2 separate regions of the Hordeum vulgare genome follow, and region 1 is linked to region 2. The links are chromatin contacts, called in public Hi-C maps. All regions are on one chromosome and are shown on one strand. The core of a region is the stretch at or near the end of the contact, and the rest is flanking DNA. Distances in the headings are between cores, read along the strand shown. Region 1 holds the start of LOC123401533. Region 2 holds the start of LOC123406364 (AT-hook motif nuclear-localized protein 9-like).

What was found. Hi-C and Micro-C count contacts between places; a contact is called where the count stands out from the background.
Region 1: a Hi-C map of leaf shows a contact between it and region 2, with 6 times the contacts expected there. The contact joins the promoter of LOC123401533 here to the promoter of LOC123406364 in region 2. A contact is called at or near these places in 2 of 6 Hi-C or Micro-C datasets (leaf and seedling).

Annotation. Positions count from the first base shown.
Region 1 is chr6H:556,959,927-556,965,704 of MorexV3_pseudomolecules_assembly, forward strand. LOC123401533 reads left to right here and starts at 2,617. Exons shown (of 1, transcript XM_045095361.1): 1 at 2,617-5,778. The coding sequence starts at 3,487. The coding sequence ends at 4,932. It overlaps LOC123405901, which reads right to left. Exons shown (of 6, transcript XM_045099419.1): 6 at 1,484-1,851.
Region 2 is chr6H:556,521,115-556,527,504 of MorexV3_pseudomolecules_assembly, forward strand. It overlaps LOC123406364 (AT-hook motif nuclear-localized protein 9-like), which reads left to right and starts at 1,603. Exons shown (of 5, transcript XM_045099874.1): 1 at 1,603-2,994; 2 at 3,807-3,874; 3 at 4,156-4,284; 4 at 4,756-4,917; 5 at 5,080-5,871. The coding sequence starts at 2,118. The coding sequence ends at 5,511.

The sequences.
Region 1 (5,778 bases), core at 1,367-3,866, 440 kb after region 2:
CATAAGTGTCCTTGGAGGACAAGTAAACGAGTTGTACTCGTACGCGTCGGTACCGACGCAAAGGCCCACACCGATTGTACTACGTCTAGTCCAATACGGTAGAATTTGGATCACAATTTAACAAAGTCCAGCATGATCGAGCTTCTCTTCCCCTCCCAGCATCACTTGCATCATGCATCCATTCATTATCCTACCAAGTCCAGCATGATCGAGCTTCTCTTCCCCTCCCAGCATCACTTGCATCATGCATCCATTCATTATCCTACCAAGTCCAGCATGATCGAGCTTCTCTTCCCCTCCCAGCATCACTTGCATCATGCATCCATTCATTATCCTACCAAGTCCAGCATGATCGAGCTTCTCTTCCCCTCCCAGCATCACTTGCATCATGCATCCATTCATTATCCTACCAAGTCCAGCATGATCGAGCTTCTCTTCCCCTCCCAGCATCACTTGCATCATGCATCCATTCATTATCCTACCAAGTCCAGCATGATCGAGCTTCTCTTCCCCTCCCAGCATCACTTGCATCATGCATCCATTCATTATCCTACCAAGTCCAACATGATCGAGCTTCTCTTCCCCTCCCAGCATCACTTGCATCATGCATCCATTCATTATCCTACCAAGTCCAGCATGATCGAGCTTCTCTTCCCCTCCCAGCATCACTTGCATCATGCATCCATTCATTATCCTACCAAGTCCAGCATGATCGAGCTTCTCTTCCCCTCCCAGCATCACTTGCATCATGCATCCATTCATTATCCTACCAAGTCCAGCATGATCGAGCTTCTCTTCCCCTCCCAGCATCACTTGCATCATGCATCCATTCATTATCCTACCAAGTCCAACATGATCAAGCTTCTCTTCCCCTCCCAGCATCACTTGCATCATGCATCCATTCATTATCCTACCAAGTCCAGCATGATCGAGCTTCTCTTCCCCTCCCAGCATCACTTGCATCATGCATCCATTCATTATCCTACCAAGTCCAGCATGATCGAGCTTCTCTTCCCCTCCCAGCATCACTTGCATCATGCATCCATTCATTATCCTACCAAGTCCAGCATGATCGAGCTTCTCTTCCCCTCCCAGCATCACTTGCATCATGCATCCATTCATTATCCTACCAAGTCCAGCATGATCGAGCTTCTCTTCCTCTCCCAGCATCACTTGCATCATGCATCCATTCATTATCCTACCAAGTCCAGCATGATCGAGCTTCTCTTCCTCTCCCAGCATCACTTGCATCATGCATCCACACATTCGGAGCATATCCATCACCTTGGCCCAACACCACACGTGCTACCTTGTACTGCCCATCACTCAAGTTTTTTGCATCATAACACCTTAAGCTTGGAGCATATCTGATTTTATTTTATTTTTGTATGATAATACGGACATGATGTTTTTGCACCCGAGCTCATATGAGCTCCGGTCCAAAATAAGTGTCATAGTTTTAGTAGTATTAACAGTGTCATAGTTTTAGTAGTATTAACAAATTTTATTACATCGCCACAGCTCACAACTGTCAAATTGCTTTTCTCTCCACAACAAGTAAAACTAATGCACGCCCTGAAATTCTAAAATTAAATTAAATGCCCTTGCCGTCCCCTCCATGAAGATAAAAGTATCCTTTCTTTTCCTTTCCAGAGAATATACTAAAAAACTTGACAACAAGCATGACAGTCTCAAGTCTCAATACTAGTCCTAGTAAGTACATTTATTATTTGAACTAGCAGCAGTACCAAAGTCCTGTCTGCCTGATGCTACCCAGGGGATTGAAGCTTCATCTTTCCGGTTGACTGCGTAGACACGGGCCCCCTTCCTCCAGGATCTGTCCTCCAAGATCTGGATTAGAAACCAAAGCAAAGGAGGACAATAAGCTAAAATACAACGAAAATAATCATATTGCTTGATGGTTTTATTTTGATTTTCAATTCCACGGGTTTTTCATAGGATAGATAGAGTCCAACACATGGAGCTAGCACAAGACTTCATTCAGAGTTCAAGGATATATAGACTTCCTTTCATAACTCAAATAAGTAGTGTAGCAAACATGAGGCAATTCACTAAGGGAAACTCCCCAGGAAATTACTGGCGACTACGTATGTTGCACAGCCAACCACCACCCTCTTAGATCCCACACCGCCGCCCCTACCATACCCGTTCAACAACTTCCTAGTGCCCCCCCCCCCCCCCCCCCCTTTTTTTGTAAGAATAAACTGAGTAAGTTTCTTACTGGGTGAGAGGAAACAAAGGGAAGGGTTGCATTGTTTCTGTGTTTTTCTCAGACACATGGTTGCACTGTTTTGATCCAGAGGGATGTGCTCAGTTAATAACAAACTGACAGACATGCTAAATCTGGTGATATAACAGATTGAGGGACCATGGAAATATTTAGTAACTATTCCTTCCGTAGATATATGTAGTAAGCTATAGACGATTCAAAACTGGAAAGCCTCATTTTCCATTACTTTCATGGTGGAATATTTCGCATGATACTATTTCTTACATATAATATTTAGTTTTTTCCCTTAATGAACCAATAGTTAATTGTATGGACATTTACTTCAGGATGTTCAGCAGCAGCAACAACAGACTGGATTACCATTTGTTCTTCAGTACCAGAGACGCATTAAAGCCTCTTCCATGGAACGGGCTGGTTGTCATAGTGTTATTTTTTGATGCCTTCATGTGCCTGTTGATCTGGACTCCACACCGGCGAGAAATAAATATTTCTCTTATACCTGTCGCCATACTGGCCATACGGGTGACTTGCCAGTTTCTATGCCCAAGACTGCATGCACGCAATCCGCTACGCCGTGCCGTATCGCTATGGAGTCCTATGGTTGCAATTCTATTTCTGGGTCCCTCTGTGCCATATGACTTTGAGAGCTGTGAAGCCTATTATAATGATAGCCCATCCACCTTCACAAACTCAGTTCCGAAATTGATACTATACCTGGTGTTGTGTGTGGCTGTGCTCCTACTGACAATCAGCAAGCTGAGGTTCCCAGGCATTATGAAGCTGGCAGATTCGACAATCGGTAGAAAATTGGCATTTTGGCACAAAACTATCATAAACTTGTGTATGTTTGCAGCGGCAATTATGTTAGTGTTCACTCCTGGCTGCCTCAGGGATACGATGATGATATTGCAAGCATATTCTATAGTGGTAGTGTTGTTTGGTAACCTCCAGATTCCGGCAGCCGTAGTGCATGTCGGGGTTGCAGTAGATGGACTTTGTGGCCTAAGGTATATTGCCCTTGTTCAGACAAGCAACGATGACATGAAAATCTTGCAACATCTCTTGGCATCTTCTATGTGATTGTGCTTGGACAAGGAACACTCTACATTGTGGCATGCATTATCCAGGTCTTTTCCTTCATCCTTCAAAGATTTCTCATCCGTGGTGCTGGACTCAGAGGTGAGCGGGGGGTGGAATATGTCGACTTGTACTATTCGTATGCCTTCGAGAAACACATGGAAGGGCATATACTTTCTGCAAAAGATATCAGCATCATCAAATTTGCAATGGAATCTTTGAAATCGGATAGACCCAAGATGCACCTCCAAGGGCTTCAGATGCTCGACAGTTTTCTGAAAAAGGAGCCCTTCAGGACTATGACCATCTCGAAATTCACCAGCTCCACCGACACAGTTGCCACATTGCTCAACATGTTAGAGTTGACAAGTGAAGCAGGATACAGAGATATCAGATTATTTGCTGCAAAGGTCCTCGCCGAGCTTGCTGTGAGCCTCCGAGTTGCCCCTATCCCTGGGGCAATGCAGGGTATAGCCTCACTTCTACACACTGTTCACCGTATGAAAGTAAAAGATTCCATTCTGTACATTGATAGCCAAGAGCCAAAACAAGAAACCCCAATCCAGCCAGCTGACACTGACAGGGAAGAACATCACAACTGTCCTCCACTCAAATTCTGGAAACAGATGGCAATATACTGCTTGATTCCTGTGGAGGAGCCATCTAAATTAATAGATGGACAAAACTCCAGCTGTATACTGAAATTTTGGAAGTACATTACAAGATGGTGTTCTGTTCCAGAGGAGGAGCAACAGGTGGACCATGATTTCCTCCCTGTACTGGGCATGATAATTCTTGAAAGGCTTAGCTCCTTTGATATTGAAAATTGCACGAAAATCAGCAAAGCAGGCCTTGTCTCGACGATCATAGAATTTACAAGCAGCAGAATCGTCCTTGAAAACATAAATGAGGCGCATCACAGGCTGCTGAAAGGTTCAGCGTTGAAGGTGCTGAGAAGACTAGCAAGCATTGAAGGGAGGTTTGGTGTAAAACTGCGCCACGAAATTTCAGAGCATCCTTTCCTTCTGCGCAATCTTGCAGGGATCTTGGATGACAATGGGAGCTGCAGCCAACAACTTAAGGAGTTGGCAGCAGAGATCCTTAGAGACCTTGCCATGGATGGAAACACAAGGCAGGAGATTGGGCACTTCCAAGCTATCATTAGCAGGCTGGTGCATGCATTTCTTAGACGAGATGTTGTGCCCTCGGTCACTGATTCAGACAAGTCCCTGCAAATTATAGCCGGTCAAGCACTAACAGTGTTATCAGTGGAGAGCCCCAGTAACTGTTTGGCTATCTCGGCGGAAGCAGGGTATGCGTTCATCAAGGAACTCACCACTATGATCCATGCTGACAGGTACAAGTACACAGCAGCAAGCCTGTTGCAGAACATGTGTGTGCATGCTCAATCCATGCTCAGCAAAGCAGACCTCAAGGAGCTCTCACACATCTTGCCAGAGGTACCTAACTTACAATTTACATACGTCTCTGCAACCAATCCTCAGATTCCTACAAATATATCGCTACGAAAAACTAGCATACATCCATGCAAGTGTTTGCACCAACATACATGTTCATGTGCGTTTTCTTGCATTGCATTCTAATTTTATTTAACGTGATTGAGTAATCTGAGCACTGTGACTTTTAATACGTAAAACAATTGTTGTGTGTAATGCAACTAAATATGGATCACCACATGACTAAGTAGGTGCAATTATAACTAAATTACTTTTTCACTACAGGTGCTGGAAGGCATTATGGATGAAGAGGGCACAAAACTGGAGGTCCTTGCTGGCCTTGGTTCACAAATATGCAAAGTCATACCTGAAGACTTTGCTCAAGAACTGGAGTGTGGCCAAACCAAGGAGATGTTTATAAAGGGGCTCATCAGTTCACTGAATGCAAATATGAAGCCCACTGCTTGTTGCCCCGGAGTCATGAGGGCAATAGTGGAATTAGCTGTATGCATGATGGAGTGCAATCCCAGCTACACAATCTGTTTCAACAAATACCAGATGCTGGAAGCACTGCTACTGGTAGAGCAGAGCCTCTCAAGGGCTGAAAACTACAGGTATTTCTCGGATGATGTAGGACTCATGGAGCACACTGTACCTCTCTCCGCTCTAGTGGACAGAGCAAAAGAAATGATAGGTGCCAACAACCTATACTGGGGCCCGTAAAACTCATTTCAGAAGTAGTAAGTTGTGTGAGAGCTTACTATGAGTTGTGCCTACCAATCCAAGAAGATCCTGTGAATCAGACATATGGAAAATGCAGCTGGCTGGATGTGGCAGCAGGGTCAAAATAAAAGTAGTATTGGCATTGGACTCGCAAAATCACGCAACTGCTTTCAGCATGAGAAAAACGGTAGCAGTTGGGTGTTTGTGTCACTTAAAAGTATTGAGCTTATCATGAGTTGATTGTTCGGCCCCTTTATAATGAATGGGGTT
Region 2 (6,390 bases), core at 353-2,852:
CAGTCTTGGTGTCCTTGGCAGTACCTGTGACTGAGGACTGAGGAGATATCCAAAGTGTACTGGCAGCACATGGCATCTCCAAGCTGTACAGCCTTTGGAGCCTACCGGCGGCCTCTGAGAAGTCTAGTACGGCCGGGTACGTGATCGCTCCTCGGGGGAACTCAAACTTTTGGACCCTTTCTTTTTCCAAGCAAAAGAGATAGATATTTTCTTTCATCAACTTTTGGATCCCTTCCAACTTGCAAGCATGTGAAAAGATATGAAATTCGCTCTTTGGGACAAGTGAGACTTTTATGAGCTTTTTGGATGCTTTTCAAGCCAAAAGATGTGCAATTCGCCCCCTTTGGAACTTTTGGATGCCTTTTTATTGATTTTTATTGTTAAGATAAATAAAGATGTTTTTTTTGTTTGTGCTGAAAAATAAATGAATATATATGTTTGCGGTGGTAATGGCATTTTGTGATGTGACTATGGGGCTCCGGAACCCAGCCAATAATTGCCATCCTGGCTTACGCGTCAGCATAGCCAACAGTCCCTTTCTCCGTACCTGGTCAAGCCAAGGATCCTCTGTGCCTCTCTCTCTCTCTCATGCCTCCCTCCACCACCCCAAAAAGAAGAACAATTTGTCATCCAAGGCTGTCAATCACACCATATAGGCGGCCACTTGAACAAATTAACAAATATTAGTGTCAATTCATATAAGAGTATCACATAAAAGGCTTGTAATTTTGAGCCGTGTTTAATTATAATTCAAACATATGCCTGGCCGATGGAACGCTTCTTGTAGCCCAAACAAAATTATGTTTGTTGGATATACATGGAAAGGTGCCGCCGACTTAGACTGATATGGAGAATATGACAATTATGCGGATTCAGTCGTCTAGATCACATGAATAGATGCTCTAGGCAACCTTATTTGTTTGGCGTGCGCATGAATGAAGTTGGATGAGGAACTTATAAGTTGACAATATAGCTAAGCTACTATATTTGTCTGTTTACACAGCTTACAGCGTACGTCTTAACTAATCAATACATCCTCAATTAGTTCGGGAGTAAGCATGAATGATCTTGTAAACGATACACCCCCTCCCCCTTATCGAGTTGACAAACAAACACATCGACTCGAGACTTGTTTGGTCTGTTGGATTGGAAAACACACGAACTTTTCGATGGCCTACTTCGTCTGATTGGAAATATATTAGCAAGCCGACTCACATAAGATTTTCATTAACACGTTGATGTAACAATATATGACGTACTCCCTCCGTTACGAAATATAAAACCTTTTAGAGATTTAACTATAGACTACATACGGAATAAAATGAATGAATCTATTTTTTAAAATACGACTACATACATCCGTATATAGTATATAATGAAATTTTTAAGATGTCTTATACTCCGTATTTAGAAACAGAGGGAGTACTACACATGGTCTTGGGGCTCTCACTCACCAAGCAACCACCCATGGCCACAGCTTTGGCCGCACAGATGATCATTGTGTCGCCTCCAGCACATACACATGCTCGCTCTTCTTCCTCCTCCCCCTCCATCTCGGTACCTCCCCCCTCCCCTCCCCTCCCCTCCCCCACCCCACTGGTGATCCACCCCATCCCCACCCCATCCCTAGGGTTTTAGCCCGCCCCCATTCCGCCCCGCCCCCACCCACCGCCATTCTGGTCGGGTTCGCTCCCCTCTCCCCCTCCCCCTCCCCCCTCCCACCGCCGTCGCCGGCGCAGATCCCGCCGCGCGCCACCCCTCCGGCACCGCCGCCCCCGACACCCTCCCACACCCTCGGCGAACCCCGCTCCGCTCCTCCGTCCATTCCTCCCGGAAAGATCGGGTCTTGACGCCAACCTCTCGCGCCCCGGCCGTCCTCCCCGTCTCCGGCAAGCGGTTCCCCCCGTTCATCCGGCAAGATCCCGGCCCGCTCCTCGATCTGATCTCGCCTCGGTCCGCGGGAGGGAGGATAGCTGCTCCGGCGCGAGGGTTCGGGGGTTGGTAGAGGAGATCTCTGTTGCCGCGATCCCCGCCTCCCTCCATTGCTTGAAGCTGCGCCGCCTGCTAAGTAAGGGTGGGTGGGCTAGCTCTGTCTGGGGCTGCCGCGCATTCCATGAATGGATGGGAGGGAGTCGACCGCGACGTCGGGGCCCAACTACTCGCCCTTCTATGTGCAGCACCGGGGCATGGGCCCGCCGGGGGGAGTCACCGGCAGCGGCCTCCACGGCCCGCCCGCCGCCGGGTACCGGCAGCAGCAGCAGCTTGATGCCGTCTCGGGCGGGTACACGTTCCACCAGCCGCCCTTTGGGGCCCCCGCCCACATTGGGCAGCAGGGGTACCACCAGAACCATGTCGAGGCCTCGCAGCAGCATATGGCGCAGCAGCAGGGCGCTGGTGCCGGTGCCGGTGCCGGCGGCTCGCAGCATATGACGCAGCACAGCGTCAGCAGCGGTGGCGGGTTGCAGCATATGGCGCAGCAGCACAGCGCCGGCGGTGGTGGCTCGCAGCATATGGCGCAGCAGCACAGCGCCGGTGGTGGTGGCTCGCAGCATATGGCACAGCAGCACAGCGCCGGCGGTGGTGGCTCGCAGCATATGGCGCAGCACGGCGGTGGCGGTGGCTCACAGCATATGATGCAGCACAATGCTGGTGGCGGTGCCGACGGTGGCATGGACATTGGCATGGGTGTTGTGGCCGTGAGCGGTGACGCTAAAGGGGATCAGGGAGGCGATGCTGGCCAGGATGAGCAAGTGAAGAAAAAGCGCGGGAGGCCAAGGAAGTATAAGCCCGACGGGTCGGTGACGCTGGGGCTCTCGCCATCTCCGTCGACGCCTCATTCGTCGAGCCCGGGAATGGGCACAATGGTTACCACACCTGGCTCAGGATTTGGGCAGGGGACTGGGTCAGGGGGCTCTGGTTCAGGCGCACTGACGGAGAAACGTGGCAGAGGGCGGCCACCCGGGTCCGGGAAGATGCAGCAGCTGGCTTCGCTTGGTGAGCACTTGCAGCCATGTAGAATTTATCATCATGTCGTGTGCTTTATGGTAATTAAATTTGTCAAGCGACATAGTATTTCCATTAATGCTTTATGGGCAATCATTTTACGGCACCGTTATAAACATGCTTCGTAGATTTCTGGCTTGTTTCTGGTAGTCAGTTGAATCTACACAATTATGTGATGCCATATTGCTACAAGGTGCTAGCATTTTTCATGATAAATTTGCTTCATAGATATGGAAACTATCTGACTTATATGTAGTTGTATGTAGATAAAATCCGGAAACCATGCTTGTCTTGTGCGTCTACTTTCAAGTTTTTCCTATATTACTCCCATTCCGCACTAGCTGCCCATGATTAGTTGGTTGTTACTCACTTCTTTATTATCAGTTGGGAGATATGACTGTTATCATGCCAATTTTAGTTCCCCGCATTCTTTTATGTGTTCTGCTGCTACATACATGTCTTCAGGACCTACTTATGAATCTTCTCTAAATGTATCTTTTCCCCATCAATGTTTTTTTAAAGTTTAAGATGGTCAAACTGAAAAAATAATATACTCCTAACTAAGGTCATGCTCCGTATCTCTTGAATTAACGAGTTGTGCAAGTTGTATGTTGACTTGATTCTGTTAAGCAAGCACGCGCAAGTTGTATGTTGACTTGATTCTGTTAAGCAAGCACTTTTCATCTGTTTTTTCCTCCAAATAAAGAAGAAGAAAAGTAGACCTTTTGCGTCAGTACCTTTTTCTTCTCTTTCTAATTTGATGCATTTGCTATTGGTGTTATCTGATGAGTTTTTTTCTTCAGGAAAATGGTTTCTTGGCTCTGTTGGAACAGGTTTTACTCCTCACGTGATTATTATTTCAGCTGGAGAGGTACGTTGAGAATTGATCAATAAATGATTACTGGTTCTACTTCTTTCGACTAGTGTTGCTGACACACTATCTTTAATTTTGGCATTATTATTCCATAAATTGCTGGACTCTTGTATCCATGAGTGATGGAATATTGAATATTCTATCTAATGCACCAAGTTGCCTTCAAATTGTTTCTTGATTTGCCATGCTATAACATAACAGATGGCATAACAGAAAAGGCAAAAGCTTCATTAACCAATAGACTAGTGCAGGCTCTTATGTGTTGTTTATCTGTGCAGGATGTTGCTGCCAGAATAATGTCCTTCTCACAACAAGGCCCAAGAGCTATTTGCATCATCTCAGCAACAGGGGCTGTCTCCACGGCAACCCTTCATCAGGATTCAGACTCCGGTGTGGTGACATATGAGGTATCTATCTGTAGGTGTTTAATACTTTGTTTAATTGTAGTAAGAAGAATAGCTATGTATGGCATGCGTCCTTTTGTTACCCGCATGCACTCTTTATTACAGCAAAAGATATACCAAATGTAGTGCTTCTTCAGTGAAAAGGGGAAAATATTCCTCTGTCATGCGCCTCGGCCCATGTTGAATTTGCTGAGCTCTCTCCATTTATCAAAGTGCTTTACTGCTGGTTGCTTCAGTAGCTTGTCATCTGGTTCTGGTGGTAAAAATATCCTTACTAACCCACTGATTTATTGATAAATTGGATTCTTTGATATCTAAATCAGGAATATGCTTGAACTTTTGCTCCAAATTACAGTAGTATTTTTGTTTTCATCTAACAGCTCACTTGTACTGTTTTAACCTTAAGTCCGAGAAGAACTATTGTGTCCATATTTAGTTCATGCCCTTATGCATTATTATCATTTGCTTTGGCAGGGTCGATTTGAAATCCTGTGTCTTTCTGGATCATATTTGGTGCTAGAAGAAGGCGGCACCCGCACTAGAAGTGGAGGCCTTTGCATAGCTTTGTGTGGCCCTGACCACAGGGTTATTGGTGGGACCGTTAGTGGAGTCCTGACAGCAGCTGGAACTGTTCAGGTATTAAATCCCAGATTTTTGGGTGTTGCATGTGTCTTTTCGCCTGTATCAGTTGCTTTGCTCATCATGCAGGGAGCCCGGTATGAGTATTGTTTTGCATTCTGATTTGTTGTGGTTAAGTTATTCGTCTGGTTCTTACCTATTCCCCATGTATTACACCAGGTGATAGTGGGTAGCTTTATGTATGGCGGCGGGACAAAGAAGAACAAAGGCAAAGCAGATCAAGATGTCGAGAACGAAGAGCAGAACGGCGGCGAAGACACCCCCGCGCTGGCGCTGCCGGAGCACCCGCACAACATGCCGCCCCACCCGATGAGCGGATGGCCACCCGGCCTGATGAACCAGATGGACCCGAGATCGTCTCCCATGTACGGCGGCGGGTCAAACAAAAACAAGACCAAAGCGGAGCAAGACATGGAGGACGAGGAGCGCAACAGCGGTGGTGGCGGCGGTGGTGAAGAGCCCCTCGCGATGGCGCATCCCGAGCACAACATGAACATGCCGCCGCCCCAGATGAGCGGGTGGCAGCCTGGCCTGATGCGGCAGATGGACCCGCGGTCCTCCAGCATCGACATCAACTCGATTCGCGAGTAGGTCTGTCGTCTCTCTCCGGAGAGACACCGCTCCTCAGACCCCGGATCAGATGAGATGAGATGAGATCGTCACTTTTAGCAACCACGCAGCAAGCATCATGTACCAGGCCTGTTGTAGATTGCGGTGTTGTTGGAGATTGCTGCTGCTACTGCTGTGCCTGTCGTCTTCGTCTTAGGAACGAAACGGAACCCTACCCTGCATATCGATTGATCATATTATTGGTCAAATTGTACTGCGATGTTGTATTAGAGAAGAGATGAAGATGGATCCTTATTACCTACCTAGTAGTATACAGGAAGAGAATGGAGGAAAACCTGGGTATTCTAGTTGATGGAATAATGTTGGGAATGTGCACCAAAAGTACTCTTGCTGCATCATGCTGGTAGCCATGCCGCTTGCCGTCGTCTTCATCCGGTTTGAACCCGGTTGCCCATAACTGTTTTTTTTTTCTACTGGCTATTCATCTATTTACTGTGTTACGTTCATCTATTTTCTTTTCTTTGCATGAACATTGTCTTGTCATACCTAATTTAATTTATGTGCTATGTTTATTATCTACTTTCTCCTCCTTGCATTGCATGCACATTGTTTGGCCGGTCCTTATCTGCTGTGTAACAGGTTTCGGTGTCTCGTTGCAACCGTGATGGAAGTGTTGTCTCGGGTGCTATTTGTTTCATTTGTCAGTATAGCACTCCCTCTTTAGTGATCTAAATAATGTTTGCCTGGCTTACATGAGGGAGGAGTGATGACTACGACACATCTTCAGCTCGTTCCAATGTTTGTAGTCGTCGCTAGGTGGTCTATGGACCTGATGTAATTCTTACTTCATGTGTTCCCTGTACTACCTTCACAGTTGCTGAATAGATTAAAAGTTTTCTC